5 separate regions of the Mus musculus genome follow, and all the other regions are linked to region 5. Evidence: chromatin contacts called from public HiCAR-type and promoter capture Hi-C data. All regions are on one chromosome and are shown on one strand. Each heading gives the region's core, a stretch centred on a gene start, on an enhancer-like site or on the middle of the called end of the contact. The rest is flanking DNA. Distances are from core to core; before and after follow the strand shown.

Region 1 (2,700 bases), core at 177-2,676, 2.2 Mb after region 5:
AAAGGATGGTATTGTTAAGAGCAACACAGACATATCAGTATAACAGATAAAAATAGAATTACTAGTTAATTAGAAATTAATTACTATGTAGTAGAAAACACACACACACACAACGAGCAGCACTGGACCTCTTGGCAGCCTTATAGGGCCTTGGCACTTCCATCACACTCTTCCACAGTTCACCCCACATTTCAGGTCTACTCAGTATTGCTAAATACTCCAAGAGACCCGAGACGGGACGATTATAAGCATTTCGGTTCAGGCACTTCAGAAACCTACTACCTGGAAAAGACATGGAGGTGGGGATGAGGACATCTCACAGTTCCTATGGGGGAAGTAGACAAAGGTATTCTCATAAATTGTCCTAGCCTAGAGTGGGGGGGGGGGGGTAGGACAGAAGACACAGTCTTTTTAAAACAAGGACTCAGGGGTTTCTTCTCTACTTTACTCTCTTCACACACAAACATCCTCAGGACTAGAGAGACAGCTCAGCAGTTAAGAGCAATTGCTGCTCTTCCAGGGGACCCGGGGCTTGGTTCCCAGCATCCACATGGGGAAACTCACAGCCTGCTGTAACTTCACTTCAGGGGAATCAATCACACGCCATTTTCTGGCACTGCCCTCATTTGGTGCACTCAGACACACACAGACACACACAGACACACACAAACACACTTAAAAATCAATTTTTCTCGTACCTGGAGGAAAACAAAACTTTTTTTTTTTGAAAAAAATATTGGTTTGAGATTACCATAAGGAAAATATATCATTTGGAATAAATGGGAGGCTTTCAAAAGTGCAGCTGCTCTGCAGAGTACCTGTAGTAAGCCCAGGACCATACAAAATGGGTGAAAGGGGAAATTTTCGTGTTGGGAGTGTGGGCGAGGATGTGGAAGAACAGGTAGTAGACTGCAGTGGAGCTGGCTTAGGTTCTGGGTTTGCGACCCTGTTTCCCATTCATTTGTGAAGTTCGGGCTAGGTGGGCCACGGAGAGAACGAAGGGACTGGGGATTCTAGAAAACATAGTTCCTTTAGTGAATGACCGTCACATTCAGAGACTCTCCCCTGATGATCCACCAAGTCCTCGCCACGCATGATCCGGAGCAAACAGGCAGCCAGAGCAGAGCTGCTCAGAAAAGGCGCCAGAACCCTCAGGTAGAAGGACAGGACGCCCAGGCTCCAGCAACCCCGCAGCCCAGGGGATCCAGATCAGCTGCCCAGGAGGCCTCACCGCAGACCCTGCTCTGCCACAGCGCTTCCCGCACTGTCACCTCCGGGCGCCACACGTACACTCACCATGTCCACTTCTGGGAGCCGCTGGCGTCTTCTCACCATCGCCCAGCACTTACAGCGTCACCGCGCCACCGAAGCTGAGCAACAGCTTCCCTAGCAGCATACAGTGATTCCAATATGGAGGGTCCCAGACAAAGGCTGGTTGACAGCCAAAGCCCGCCCCTACCCTCCGTTTGTGTGTCTGATTGGGCACGTCTTGAGGCTAGGGCCTCTGATTGGACAGAGCTTCAGGTTCTCTGTCCTCTGAAAGACAGTAGTTGGCTCCAGCTCACAGCTGAAGGAGCTCAGGTTAACAGGTTCTTAGCTGCAGCTGTTGGGGACTCTGGCTCCTGTCACGTCTCCAAGTTTGGACTTCTATAGGAGGCCTGACCCTCGGTCTTCTCCAGCTATGGGGTAGCCACGAGTCCTGTCGCGTATATGCACAAAGACTTCAGCCTCTGTTAAAACCTTATGCCTTCAGGTCCATACGCGTTGCTTTTAGCCTGCTAAAGTCCTCTCTGGACCACAGCTCACATTTGCTTTTAATTCTATACATAAAGTCATATGTGATTATGAGTTAAGTATGTGTACATGTGTTTAGTCGAATAAACAAATGGGAAGATGTCCGTTTTCAAAATCATCTCAAAATTTCTGAAATCTGCTCTCATTAGCTTTGCCTTCAAAATGGAAAGAGACTTGTAAAAGTTTTCTTATATTCAGATTAAAAATTGCAGGCAAAGTCAACCTTGGTGGCGCGTGCCTGTATGTACTCCTTAGCACTTGAAAGACAGAGTCAGGGAAATCGCAATCTCAAGTTCAGCTTGGCTACAGGATGAGTTTTATGGCACCTTGGGACGCATATCTAAACCCTGACTTGAAATAAATGAATACACGTGATGTTGATTGCAATGACCCATTGCACCTAAAATATCTTTATAATCTGACCAGTGAAAACTTGATGACTTTTATGTGCTATTGGGACAAGATCTTCAAACGTATTTAGATTCTAGCTTGCCTCCACTCAGAACAGCTACAAAATCCTTTTGAGAGCTATGACTTTCCTGGTCTCAGGAAGTAGAAGGGACTGCTCTATACATATTTTTGTAAGCTCAGCAACATCTAATAAGAGGAGATGGAGATCAGTGTCTATTCGGCACCTTTTGTTAGTCAAGTGACTTGTAAGCAGTATCAAGTCCTCGTAACCTGCTTTTCTCTGTAGTCCAGGGAATGATCTGGGGTTTTGAATAAATGTGTTTACTGAGTATATAGCAAGGAAAAAAAGTAAAAGGATAAATTGCATGTCGTTGATTGACAGAACCAGCAGAGTTTACAATACTCAGTAAGGACAGCTGGAGGAACCTGACTAAGAGAGCTAACAGGCTGGAGAAATGGCTTAAGAACGTTTAAAGTTCTGTCCTGAGGACCAGA
Region 2 (2,700 bases), core at 96-2,595, 2.1 Mb before region 5:
ACTTCAAAATGCCCTGCCACCAGCCAAGAACAAGGAAGCTGGCCACTGTAGTCCATATATGGATGAAGCCTTCTTTGGTTTCAACACCTACACTTTGTGAGCCAGTGAACACCTACCTATGCATGCACTGAGGCACGGCAGGCCCAGAGCATCTCACCTGAAGCACCCTTCTTGCCTAAATCCAGCTTTCTGTCACACTCTCCCAGAAGGTGCGTGTCCTTCTAAGCTAAGCTGAGGGATCCGGCCCTCAACCCTGACCCCGTGTGTAGCTCTCAGCCAAATAGCTGGCTTGCTAAGTAGAACACTGGTACTTAGGTGAGGGGGACAGGGGCTGCTTCTCTCTGGAGGATTTGGGGCTCCGGTGACCACCAACTTTTCCCTGAGCAGCTTGTCACTCCCAGAATCCCCACGGCTGGCAGATGGACTAGTGCACAACTCAGCTGTGGCTGCACATAATAAATAGAGGATAGATGGTGGGCCCCAGCCCAGCGATGTCTGGCAGTCACCCAGAGACACTAGCTAACGGCCCAGGCTTAGTCTTGCCTGGGTGTGATCAGGCAGTTCTCCAAAAGTGCCTGACTCCATGAGAAGTTTTGTTTGTTCTATTGAGCACAGTTCCTTTCTAGATCCGGGGCAGGGGATATCTGGAGGCATCTTCTTGCAACACCTCCAGTTATTGGACCACTGGGGCTCGCCCTATGCTTGGGATAGGATGGCCTTGAGTCTCTAAGAGGTCAAGATCCATGAAAACCTCTCCAACCAGAGTTCTGCTTCCAAGTTGAACCCCAACACACCTAGCAAATTAGAACCACAGCAGAAGGGGCCCCCCCGGATCTGGCTTTCCGGCTATTGCTAGCAATTGCTAGCAAGGGGGAGTGACTCTCTGTCCATTCAATCCAGGCCCCGCGTGTCCCTCAAACAAGAGGCCACACAAATAGGGTCCGGGCCTCGATGCTGACCCTCATCCACTTAAGTGCTCGATATCCACGTGACATCCACACCCAGAGGGTCCTGGGGTGGTTGGGTGACCCCCAGAATGCAGGCCTAGTAACCGAGACATTGAATGGGGCAGTGTCCACAAGGGCGGAGGCTATTCCTGTACATCTGGGCCTACGGAGCCAGCACCCATCGCCAAAACTCTTCATCCTCTTCCTCAATCTCGCTTTCTCTCTCGCTTTTTTTTTTTTTCTTCTTCTTTTTTTTTTTTTTTTTCAAAAGGAGGGGAGAGGGGGTAAAAAAATGCTGCACTGTGCGGCGAGGCCGGTGAGTGAGCGACGCGGAGCCAATCAGCGCCCGCCGTTCCGAAAGTTGCCTTTTATGGCTCGAGTGGCCGCTGTGGCGTCCTATAAAACCCGGCGGCGCAACGCGCAGCCACTGTCGAGTCGCGTCCACCCGCGAGCACAGCTTCTTTGCAGCTCCTTCGTTGCCGGTCCACACCCGCCACCAGGTAAGCAGGGACGCCGGGCCCAGCGGGCCTTCGCTCTCTCGTGGCTAGTACCTCACTGCAGGGTCCTGAGGATCACTCAGAACGGACACCATGGGCGGGTGGAGGGTGGTGCCGGGCCGCGGAGCGGACACTGGCACAGCCAACTTTACGCCTAGCGTGTAGACTCTTTGCAGCCACATTCCCGCGGTGTAGACACTCGTGGGCCCGCTCCCGCTCGGTGCGTGGGGCTTGGGGACACACTAGGGTCGCGGTGTGGGCATTTGATGAGCCGGTGCGGCTTGCGGGTGTTAAAAGCCGTATTAGGTCCATCTTGAGAGTACACAGTATTGGGAACCAGACGCTACGATCACGCCTCAATGGCCTCTGGGTCTTTGTCCAAACCGGTTTGCCTATTCGGCTTGCCGGGCGGGCGGGCGGGCGGGCGGGCGCGGCAGGGCCGGCTCGGCCGGGTGGGGGCTGGGATGCCACTGCGCGTGCGCTCTCTATCACTGGGCATCGAGGCGCGTGTGCGCTAGGGAGGGAGCTCTTCCTCTCCCCCTCTTCCTAGTTAGCTGCGCGTGCGTATTGAGGCTGGGAGCGCGGCTGCCCGGGGTTGGGCGAGGGCGGGGCCGTTGTCCGGAAGGGGCGGGGTCACAGTGGCACGGGCGCCTTGTTTGCGCTTCCTGCTGGGTGTGGTCGCCTCCCGCGCGCGCACAAGCCGCCCGTCGGCGCAGTGTAGGCGGAGCTTGCGCCCGTTTGGGGAGGGGGCGGAGGTCTGGCTTCCTGCCCTAGGTCCGCCTCCGGGCCAGCGTTTGCCTTTTATGGTAATAATGCGGCCGGTCTGCGCTTCCTTTGTCCCCTGAGCTTGGGCGCGCGCCCCCTGGCGGCTCGAGCCCGCGGCTTGCCGGAAGTGGGCAGGGCGGCAGCGGCTGCTCTTGGCGGCCCCGAGGTGACTATAGCCTTCTTTTGTGTCTTGATAGTTCGCCATGGATGACGATATCGCTGCGCTGGTCGTCGACAACGGCTCCGGCATGTGCAAAGCCGGCTTCGCGGGCGACGATGCTCCCCGGGCTGTATTCCCCTCCATCGTGGGCCGCCCTAGGCACCAGGTAAGTGACCTGTTACTTTGGGAGTGGCAAGCCTGGGGTTTTCTTGGGGATCGATGCCGGTGCTAAGAAGGCTGTTCCCTTCCACAGGGTGTGATGGTGGGAATGGGTCAGAAGGACTCCTATGTGGGTGACGAGGCCCAGAGCAAGAGAGGTATCCTGACCCTG
Region 3 (2,700 bases), core at 5-2,504, 2.6 Mb after region 5:
TTAGGGTCTGGGAAAACAGTTCTGTAAGTAAAGCACTTTTAAGCTTGAGGACCTGAGTTCAGATCCTAAGAACCTCTGCAATGTTAGGTGATGTGGCACACGCTATCCCAGCATTCTGAGGTCAGAACTAGAGACAGGGGGTTCATATAGTTAACTTCTGCCTTTAATCCCAGCAGAGGCAAGTGGATTTCGGAGTTAGAGACCAGTCTGGTCTACAGGCAAGTTCCAGGACAGCCAGAGCTATAAAGAGAAACCCTGTCTCCACCCCCACCCCGACTCAGAAGAGTGGGGACACAGATGCAAAAATAAGTGAGAGATTAGAATCAAGTCATGGGTGTCAATGATAAAAACATGTTGTTGGGTGTAAAGTGAAGCAATAATGAATCCAAAGAAAAAGTTAGAGTTAGGGAGCCACAGGATATTTATTCAGTGACCTGGCTTCCTCCCTGTTGGGGATGGGAGGGGTGGTTGGGGGGAGGGCATTTACTAATGTAGCCAGAGGCCATGCTGCTTGTTGTAAAATCCCTACAGTGCACCCCATCTGCAAAGCCTCACACCGATGGGCAACTTCTAAGTGGTGTGGTGTCTTCATCTTCTCTTTATGAACTTCAGCTGGGGACTTACTCACCTTTAAAACCCCTAAAGGGGGCCATCAGGCCTGTAATTTAAGAGCGTCTCTGCCAGGGCGGGACTCAGTATGCCTATAAGGAATGAGTATTACACCCCACCCATGCAGATTGTCCAGATTTTTAACAAGGAGAGAAACGACTGAGGAAGATGCTCCATAGAGCCAGCGTTACAGGTTCTTGAACTACAATTCCCACAATACATTGGGGCCCAAGCCCGCAAGAAAAACCTAGATCCTTCTGGATGCCACCTGGGAAATGTAGTGCCACCTTAACCCTGCTTTCCCTCCCTTGTTCCCATTCAAGTGTTACCAAGCTCCAACAGAACCTCTTTCAAGACAGTCTAGTGATCCATCTATCCTAGCCCATTTGATTCAGCCTAGAGTTAGAGAGGCAGGAGGTAGATAGGGAGATGTAAATAGCAACTACTCCGTTTCTGTACCTTCGCATTTGCTGGGCAAACGTTCTGTGTCATCTTCCTCCTCTTTTGTCGCCTCAGCCCAAGCACCGTACGCTGCCAGGATGAAAAGCAGTATCTCCAGCCGCACAGGTCCCATGATAAAACGCAGTCCACACATACAACCACCCTTTGCCTTCAGACCAACTTCTGGAAGGCAGCGGGCCCTTTAAATTTAGGCGAAGCCCGCAGCAAGCTTTAAAAAAAAAAAAAAAAAAATCATAGAACGGTCAGCGCATGCTCAGAGCCAGCCCGAAAGTGGGTGGAGCGTGATGGCTCAGTTTTGTGGCGCCTTCTGAAGGTCCTGACAGCTGGGTAATGAAGATACAAATTGAAGTAATTAGAATAGAGTAATATGATCTTTACACATGCACGTAGAATGAAATTTTTATATAATTTCAGACTGTGAAACGATATGGTCTATTTTGACATAGGGAAGAACAGTGATAACTTTTTGGCTTCTGCCAGGACCTACTCCTGTCAGGGGGCGGGGCCAAGATGGCGCCGAGCGCCGGGTGAGCGGCGCTTTGGCAGCGGTGAGAGGCTTTTACTGCTCCCGGTGCTTGGCTGGCGGGGGAAAGTCTGAGGTGTATCCGTGAGGAGACCCTTTGAAAGGGCCCATGTGAGGACTGGGAAGAAGACGGTTGGTTGTGTGTCCGTGCTCGTGGGGACCCTGTGCGTGACTGCACTGGAAGGATGGTGGGGCGATGTAGTGGCTTGTGAACCTCCTGTAGCGCTGCCCGGGTAATCTTCGAATCACTTCCCTAGCTGAGAAAAATGATGTAAAGATATAGCTCAAGTTATCCCTTCTCTAAGAAGTCTTCCTGTCGCTTCCACTGATCTGAGAAACTCCCGAGGCTGCTAGAGTGTTTTATGAAACCTTAGTGGCAAGGGTACCACCACAGAGGACTGGGACCCGACCAGGTACAGAGTATGTGCTGAATAATTGTATTTCCTGTAGACAAGATTTAACAAAAGTCTGAGAAGACTTGGAATGAAAAGAACCAGTCCCTAGCACTCAGTTCTGAACACTCTTGAGGTTGGTTTCATGTCCAGTGTCAGGCAAGCTCCTTTCCTTTTAACCACAGAGTAAACTCCAAGCTTGAGTCTGTGTCTTTTTCATTTTGGTAATTGTTATACCAAGTATTTAGTGAACACTTACACCTTATTCATGCTGGGCAGTGGTGGCTCACGCCTTTAATCCCAGCACTTGGGAGGCAGAGGCGGGCGGATTTCTGAGTTCTAGACCAGCCTGGTCTACAAAGTTAGTTCCAGGACAGCCAGAGCTATACAGAGAAACCCTGTCTCGAAAAACCAAAAAAAGGAAAGAAAAAAAGAAAAAAAAAGACTTATTCATATATTTAACAATGCCCTAGGCACCAGATAGGTCAGTGAACATAACAGACATATTCTTGTTTACTGGTGGGGTAAGGATAATAAACAAGAAGAAATAATAGCCAGGCTTGGTGGTAAACAGCTGTAAAAGGCAGGAGGCTCTCCAAATCAAGACCACGGGATGAATTCCAGACGAGCCTGAGACCCAATTGTAGAAGGGTTGTTTAACATGTGGAAGGTCTTAGATTTAATCTAGAGTGATTTTATATATATACATATTAT
Region 4 (2,700 bases), core at 111-2,610, 2.6 Mb after region 5:
CCCCTGTGGCACCCATACGTGCGTCCCTACAAGAATTTAACAAATAAAAACAAACTACAACTAACTAACTAATTGTATAACTTGGGTAATGGTTTGTTTGTTGTTTTTTGAGGCTGAGTTACATGTAGTCCAGGTTGTGATTGAATTTGATATGTAGCCAAAGATAAGCCTGAACATCTAACCCACTGTTTCCACCTTCCAAGTGCTGGGACTACACTCTGTTTGGTTTTATGCAGTATTGGGATTGAAGAGAAGGCTCTGTGCATGCTAGGCAACTCATTCTCCGTACTAAGCTACCTCCCCAACCTTTTGGTAATTAGCTTTTATACCACATATCCAAATACTACATAAAGCTTACTATATGGCAAGCAAGGAACCACAGAGAAGACAAAAAGAGACAACTTGGAAATATTTGAAGGGATTTCTGGGCTGTGTGTCCCCAAAGGACCCCCCCACACACACACACACACACACCCTCCACCCCACGCTTTGCTTTCCCACAACGCACCGCCAGCACTGCACCTTCGCTCAGCACCAGGTAGCCAAGCTGGTCTGGGATTCGCTCCAGCCCTTGGGTCAGTGCGGAAGTCTAGAGGGTAAAGAGACAAGGAGAATCATGACAGCCTTGCAAACCCATCTCCCTCCTGGATATGAGCCTTCCAAGGCCCTCATAATGGCTTGTAACACTGAGTCTCCATCCACGGTCACTATTGGACCTCTGAGCTCTTCCACTTGTCATGTAGGTGACCCAGGAGGCCTTCCTAGCCCCTCAACCCCTCCTCATGTCCCTTCCCACTCCAGTCCCCTTATGCCCCGCCCCTTGTGCCATCTAGACTACTCCCCCGCTGCAGAACACCCGGTAGCGGAGCCTTCCTTCTCCAGCCCTCCCTGTCGCTTCCCTCCCATCTCTGTTCCCTTTCGGTCCCAGGGTGGACTGGAGGTGACAGTGAAATGCAAGCCATAAGGTGGCAACAGAAGCTCGGAAAACAGGGACGCGGAACCGCAGGCGTGCACACCCGCGCATGCGTCCACACTCACCATCGCAGCCGTAGGTGCAGTGTAAGCAGTCTGCCGGATAGGTAGTTTCCGGCTCCAGGCTCGGGTCAGGTGGTTTCACCAGCTGACTGTAGCCCAGCCCTTCGCTTGAGGATTGGATGGCGGGTATGTCATTATACTTTATCAACCACTGCGGAGCCCCGCTTTCCGAACACATTCGTGGATTGGTTGCATTTCCCCGCCCCTCAGGATTTGCCTGCGAGAGTTGTCCGGAGAGTCGCGGGGCAGTGTCGCCACACGAACGTGCACTGCTTCTATCCTTTGCAATAGGAATATGCATCTGCCGGTGGCTTCCAAGAAGAAAGTAGAACAGTCCGGTGATGTAAGAGGAGTCTTAGGTGTCACTGTTCAACCTGAAAAGAGAAACTAATGTACCAATGTGAAAGACGATGGTTTGGTTTACACGTGAAAAGCTGTTCACGTGTTAACTTTCTGCCTTGAGTATATGTGTTAAGAGTGGATCGGCCCAAATATGGCTATGAATGAGTAAATCAAATTTGCTGTGTACACACAGTAGTGTAAGATCAATACAAGATGATAATGTCCTGACACCAAATGCAGCTTGAGAATCTCCAAAACAAGAGAAAGCAGGCCAGGGAGATGGCTTCAGAGACCACTCAGCCTTCAGAGGCTCAGACCCAACCAAAAGGACGGGTTGTGAAAGGGCAGGTTCATAAGGCTATATATTATGTGGTCCCATCTATGTAAGACGCTTAGCTGTGACTATTGCCGAATGCTTGTAATCCTAGTTTAAAGCCTGAGAGGCCGAGGATTGGGCTGAATAGGGAGTTCAGTGCCAGACTGAGGCCTGAGCTACCTACCAAGATCCTGATTAAAACACATACACTTCTTGCAAATACAGAAAAACTGAAAGCAATTACTAGTTGGTAGTGGGGCAAGAAAAAATAGGAAGTGCTTATTAATGAGGGTATGGCAGGGCATGTGATTTAAGCTTTTTGGAATTCATATTGAAGTCTGCATATCTTTGTGAATGTGCCGAAGTTACTAAGTTGTACACTAAATTAGTGAATTATATCCCCCACCCCATTTATTTTCAGTGCCAAGAAGCAAAGTCAGGGCCTTATGCATACTGGGTGTGGGTCTGTACCCACAGCACTAAACAAAGAAAGTCGTCCACCCCAAATCATCTTGTAGAAGCAGCAGCTAATTAGAGAAAATGAGGCAAGGCTGTAGCTATCGTTTCAAAACTTGCCTAGCATGCATAGGCCCCAGATTCAATCATCATGACCAAAAAATTGAAGTAGGGCTGGCAAAGTGGCTCAGCGGGCAAAGGTGCTTGGCACCATTGCTCTGAAGTGGGTATACAAATATCAACAGCTGCTTTGTACAATCCAGAGAATGGTCTACAGTAGCCACAATTTTTATTTTGAACGAGTGACTTTATAAAGTGAGTGAGAGAGAGAGAGAGAGAGAGAGAGAGAGAAGCACATCAATTTCCATCAAATCAGGTACTCAAGTATCCAAGTATCCAGCCAAAACTACCTGAGGAAGTCCCTTTAAGACAACTACGAACAGACAGAGTTCTGGGCAGAGCAGAGAGTTTCTTCAGGGAAGGCTTCTAAGTAAAAGAACAGAAATCATGAAATTGGGAGCTTACAGACATCCATCCAAAACCAACCTGGA
Region 5 (2,700 bases), core at 148-2,647:
AGCTACCCCAGCATATGCAATGGCAAACAATAAGAAACCCTGCCTCACACAAGGTGGAAGGCAAGGGCCAACACCAAAGGTTGTCTTCTGTTTGTAATAGAAAGTGGGATATGGAACAGGTACACATATTGAAAAAAAACATTTTGAGACAGAGTCAAGCTTTAGTCCAGGCTGGCCTCAAATTCCATATTTTCCTGTCTCGGGCTCTCTCAATACTGGGATTATATCACACAAGCTTGACCTCCTCTTGCAACATCATCTCTAGCCAAGATGGTGAGAGAGTTACTATGTAGCCCTGGCTGGCTTCAAACTCATCTCAATTCTCTTGCTTCTGTAATGATTCTCCATGCAGCACCAACACCCTTCAGACACCACACTTCAGACCACTATTCCACATCAAACTGCCTGAGTGATTATGACAAACACAGATGTGTGTGTGCGCGCTCGTGCATGTGTGTGCAAGTGTGTGTGTGTGTGTGTGTGTGTGTGCGCGCGCCAGTGCACATACATACAAAGGCCAAGAAGTCGCTCAACTGCCTCCCCTCTGTAACGTTTCAAACAGCTTCTCTCACTGAACCTTAAGCTTATCATTGGGGCTAGGATAGCTGCACAGCAAGTTACTGGAATTGGTCTTATCTTGGGTTTTGAGAGGTGGGGTTACAGGCACAACTGGAAATTTGAACTCATGTCCTCACACTTTCACAGTTCTTTCCCACTGAACCATCTCCCCTTAATCATATTTTAAGAAAGTGCCTAGGGAGACCCATACAATAATTTTGTTTGTTTGTTTTCTCCTTATTTGGGGCCCATGTAACACTCAAAGCAGCTTTTGTTTGAAAATGATGACCCACCCTGCTTCAATGTTTTTGGAAGGAAAACGACTGAGCTTTCTCCCTAAACTTAAGAGCAGGAGGACCTCATCGCTATTTCCCAACTTTGCAGCCACATCTTGGGCTCACAGCCGGACCAACCTGGGAATCAAGGCAGAGAGTCACTCTGTACACCTGGCACTTTTGGCCTCGCCCCATTTCCCACAACTTCCAATCCCAAGCGTAGTTATTGTGACTGACAAACGATCAGAGCACTTCTAATTGGTTGCGAAGGGCTTCAGCTCCTCCTCCTCAATGGCCCCACCTCCCTTTCATTCTGAAAGAAAGAAGTTTGCTCAGCAGTCCAATAAGAAGCTCCCTCATCGAAAAGATCCCGCCTTTTTCGGCACCGGCTCCGCCCCAAGGACCACAGGAGTGCCCGCCTCCTCCAAGGCACGCTTGTCCAGTAAAAAAGCGCGCTGCCCAAGATAGAAGACTTCCCAACCAATAAAAGAGTTTCTGCGCGGCGCCGCCCCGCCCTCCGCGCCTTCCCCTCCGCCCCTCAGCCGGCCCGGCGAGTGAGGGCCTCGGGGCGGCGGCGGCGGACGCAGCCTGAGGGAGCGGCGGGCGGGGCGGCGCCTGGCCCGGCAGGGCCGCGCCGGCTGAGGGGCGTCCATGGCGCGCGGGCCCCAGCGGGGCGCGGCCGCGGCCTGAGGGCGGCCATGTCCGGGGTGGTGCGGACCCTTAGCCGCTGCTTGCTGCCGGCCGAGGCCGGAGCCCGCGAGCGCAGGGCGGGCGCGGCGCGCGACGCGGAGCGCGAGGCCCGACGGCGCAGCCGCGACATCGACGCGCTGCTGGCCCGCGAGCGGCGCGCGGTGCGGCGGCTGGTCAAGATCCTGCTGCTGGGCGCCGGCGAGAGCGGCAAGTCCACCTTCCTCAAGCAGATGCGCATCATCCACGGCCGGGAGTTCGACCAGAAGGCGCTGCTGGAGTTCCGCGACACCATCTTCGACAACATCCTTAAGGTGACGCGCGGCCCCGCCCACACACACCTGGTCCAGGTGGCGCGCGGGCCCCGCCCCCTTTGTTCTCCACGGACCCGCGACCCTGCCACCCGGCGCCCCTCCCTTCCAATAGGGACCTCAAGCAATGCAGTTGGGGTTACTCCCGTGACCTCCCAGGGGCGCGATAGATTTGCAGAGCCCTGGACGCTTGGGGACCGTGGGAATGCAAGCTGGACCACTCTCAGGGACTTGGGTTACAAATAGGGTGTTAGGGCTGGACACGTGGATTGAGGGTCGCCAACTCTCCCTGTCCCTCCAGCATGCAAAGTTTATAGTGTAGGTTGGAGGACATCAGCCTTCGTTTTTTATTTGTAAATGAGAATTGACCATTTTATTCCCCCCACCACACACACACACACACATTATATCATATACCCCAGACTGGCCTTGAACTCACTCTGTAGCTAAGAATGACCTTGAACTCCTGATCCTTTCTCTCCTCAACTTCTCAAATCCTGGAATTACAGAGGAGGAGGGCGCTGTGTCACCATACTTTGTTCGTGTAGTGCTGGGATTGAATCCAGAACTTCATGCGTGCTAGGGAGGACATTACTAACTAGACTAAGTTGCCAGTGTTTGTATTTTTGAGATAGGGAGTCATGAAGCCCAGGCTGGCCTTGCCATGTAGACAAGGCTGACCTTAAACTCCTTATCCTTCTGACCCGTCTCCCCAGTGGTAGGATTACAGGCATGTGCCACCCATACTTTGTTCTTTAAACCTTTTAGTATGGTGATTTAACATACACACCAAGTTAGGTGAGATGTTAGAAGGAGCTTCGAGACACCCACTACCCAGCATTGAAACAAGGGTCAGTTCTGTGCCAATC

What was found. Promoter capture Hi-C pulls out the DNA fragments that hold promoters and counts their contacts. HiCAR-type assays count read pairs that join an accessible place to other places.
Region 1: a promoter capture Hi-C map of pre-B cells shows a contact between it and region 5, with 4 times the contacts expected there. The contact joins the promoter of A430033K04Rik here to the promoter of Gna12 in region 5. A contact is called at or near these places in 3 of 39 promoter capture datasets (the 3T3-L1 cell line, erythroid cells and pre-B cells).
Region 2: a contact with region 5 is called in a HiCAR-type map of astrocytes, with 2.2 times the contacts expected there. The contact joins the promoter of Actb here to the promoter of Gna12 in region 5. A contact is called at or near these places in 3 of 39 promoter capture datasets (hippocampal neurons, liver and pre-B cells), 3 of 115 datasets of contacts at active chromatin or transcription factors (astrocytes, embryonic forebrain and forebrain) and 1 of 9 other capture datasets (liver).
Region 3: a promoter capture Hi-C map of pre-B cells shows a contact between it and region 5, with 2.8 times the contacts expected there. The contact joins the promoter of Cnpy4 here to the promoter of Gna12 in region 5. A contact is called at or near these places in 2 of 39 promoter capture datasets (the 3T3-L1 cell line and pre-B cells).
Region 4: a promoter capture Hi-C map of pre-B cells shows a contact between it and region 5, with 3 times the contacts expected there. The contact joins the promoter of Lamtor4 here to the promoter of Gna12 in region 5.

What each region holds. Positions count from the first base shown.
Region 1 is chr5:138,621,585-138,624,284 of GRCm38.p6, reverse strand. A430033K04Rik (RIKEN cDNA A430033K04 gene) reads right to left here and starts at 1,426. Exons shown (of 4, transcript NM_183025.2): 1 at 1,297-1,426. The coding sequence starts at 1,335.
Region 2 is chr5:142,905,399-142,908,098 of GRCm38.p6, reverse strand. It overlaps Actb (actin, beta), which reads left to right and starts at 1,345. Exons shown (of 6, transcript NM_007393.5): 1 at 1,345-1,447; 2 at 2,407-2,535; 3 at 2,623-2,700. The coding sequence starts at 2,413.
Region 3 is chr5:138,186,089-138,188,788 of GRCm38.p6, reverse strand. It overlaps Cnpy4 (canopy FGF signaling regulator 4), which reads right to left and starts at 1,254. Exons shown (of 6, transcript NM_178612.4): 1 at 1,069-1,254. The coding sequence starts at 1,204. Taf6 (TATA-box binding protein associated factor 6) reads left to right here and starts at 1,563. Exons shown (of 15, transcript NM_009315.4): 1 at 1,563-1,619.
Region 4 is chr5:138,254,142-138,256,841 of GRCm38.p6, reverse strand. It overlaps Lamtor4 (late endosomal/lysosomal adaptor, MAPK and MTOR activator 4), which reads right to left and starts at 1,360. Exons shown (of 4, transcript NM_001081108.2): 1 at 1,039-1,360; 2 at 509-589. The coding sequence starts at 1,041.
Region 5 is chr5:140,829,128-140,831,827 of GRCm38.p6, reverse strand. Gna12 (guanine nucleotide binding protein, alpha 12) reads left to right here and starts at 1,397. Exons shown (of 4, transcript NM_010302.2): 1 at 1,397-1,834. The coding sequence starts at 1,532.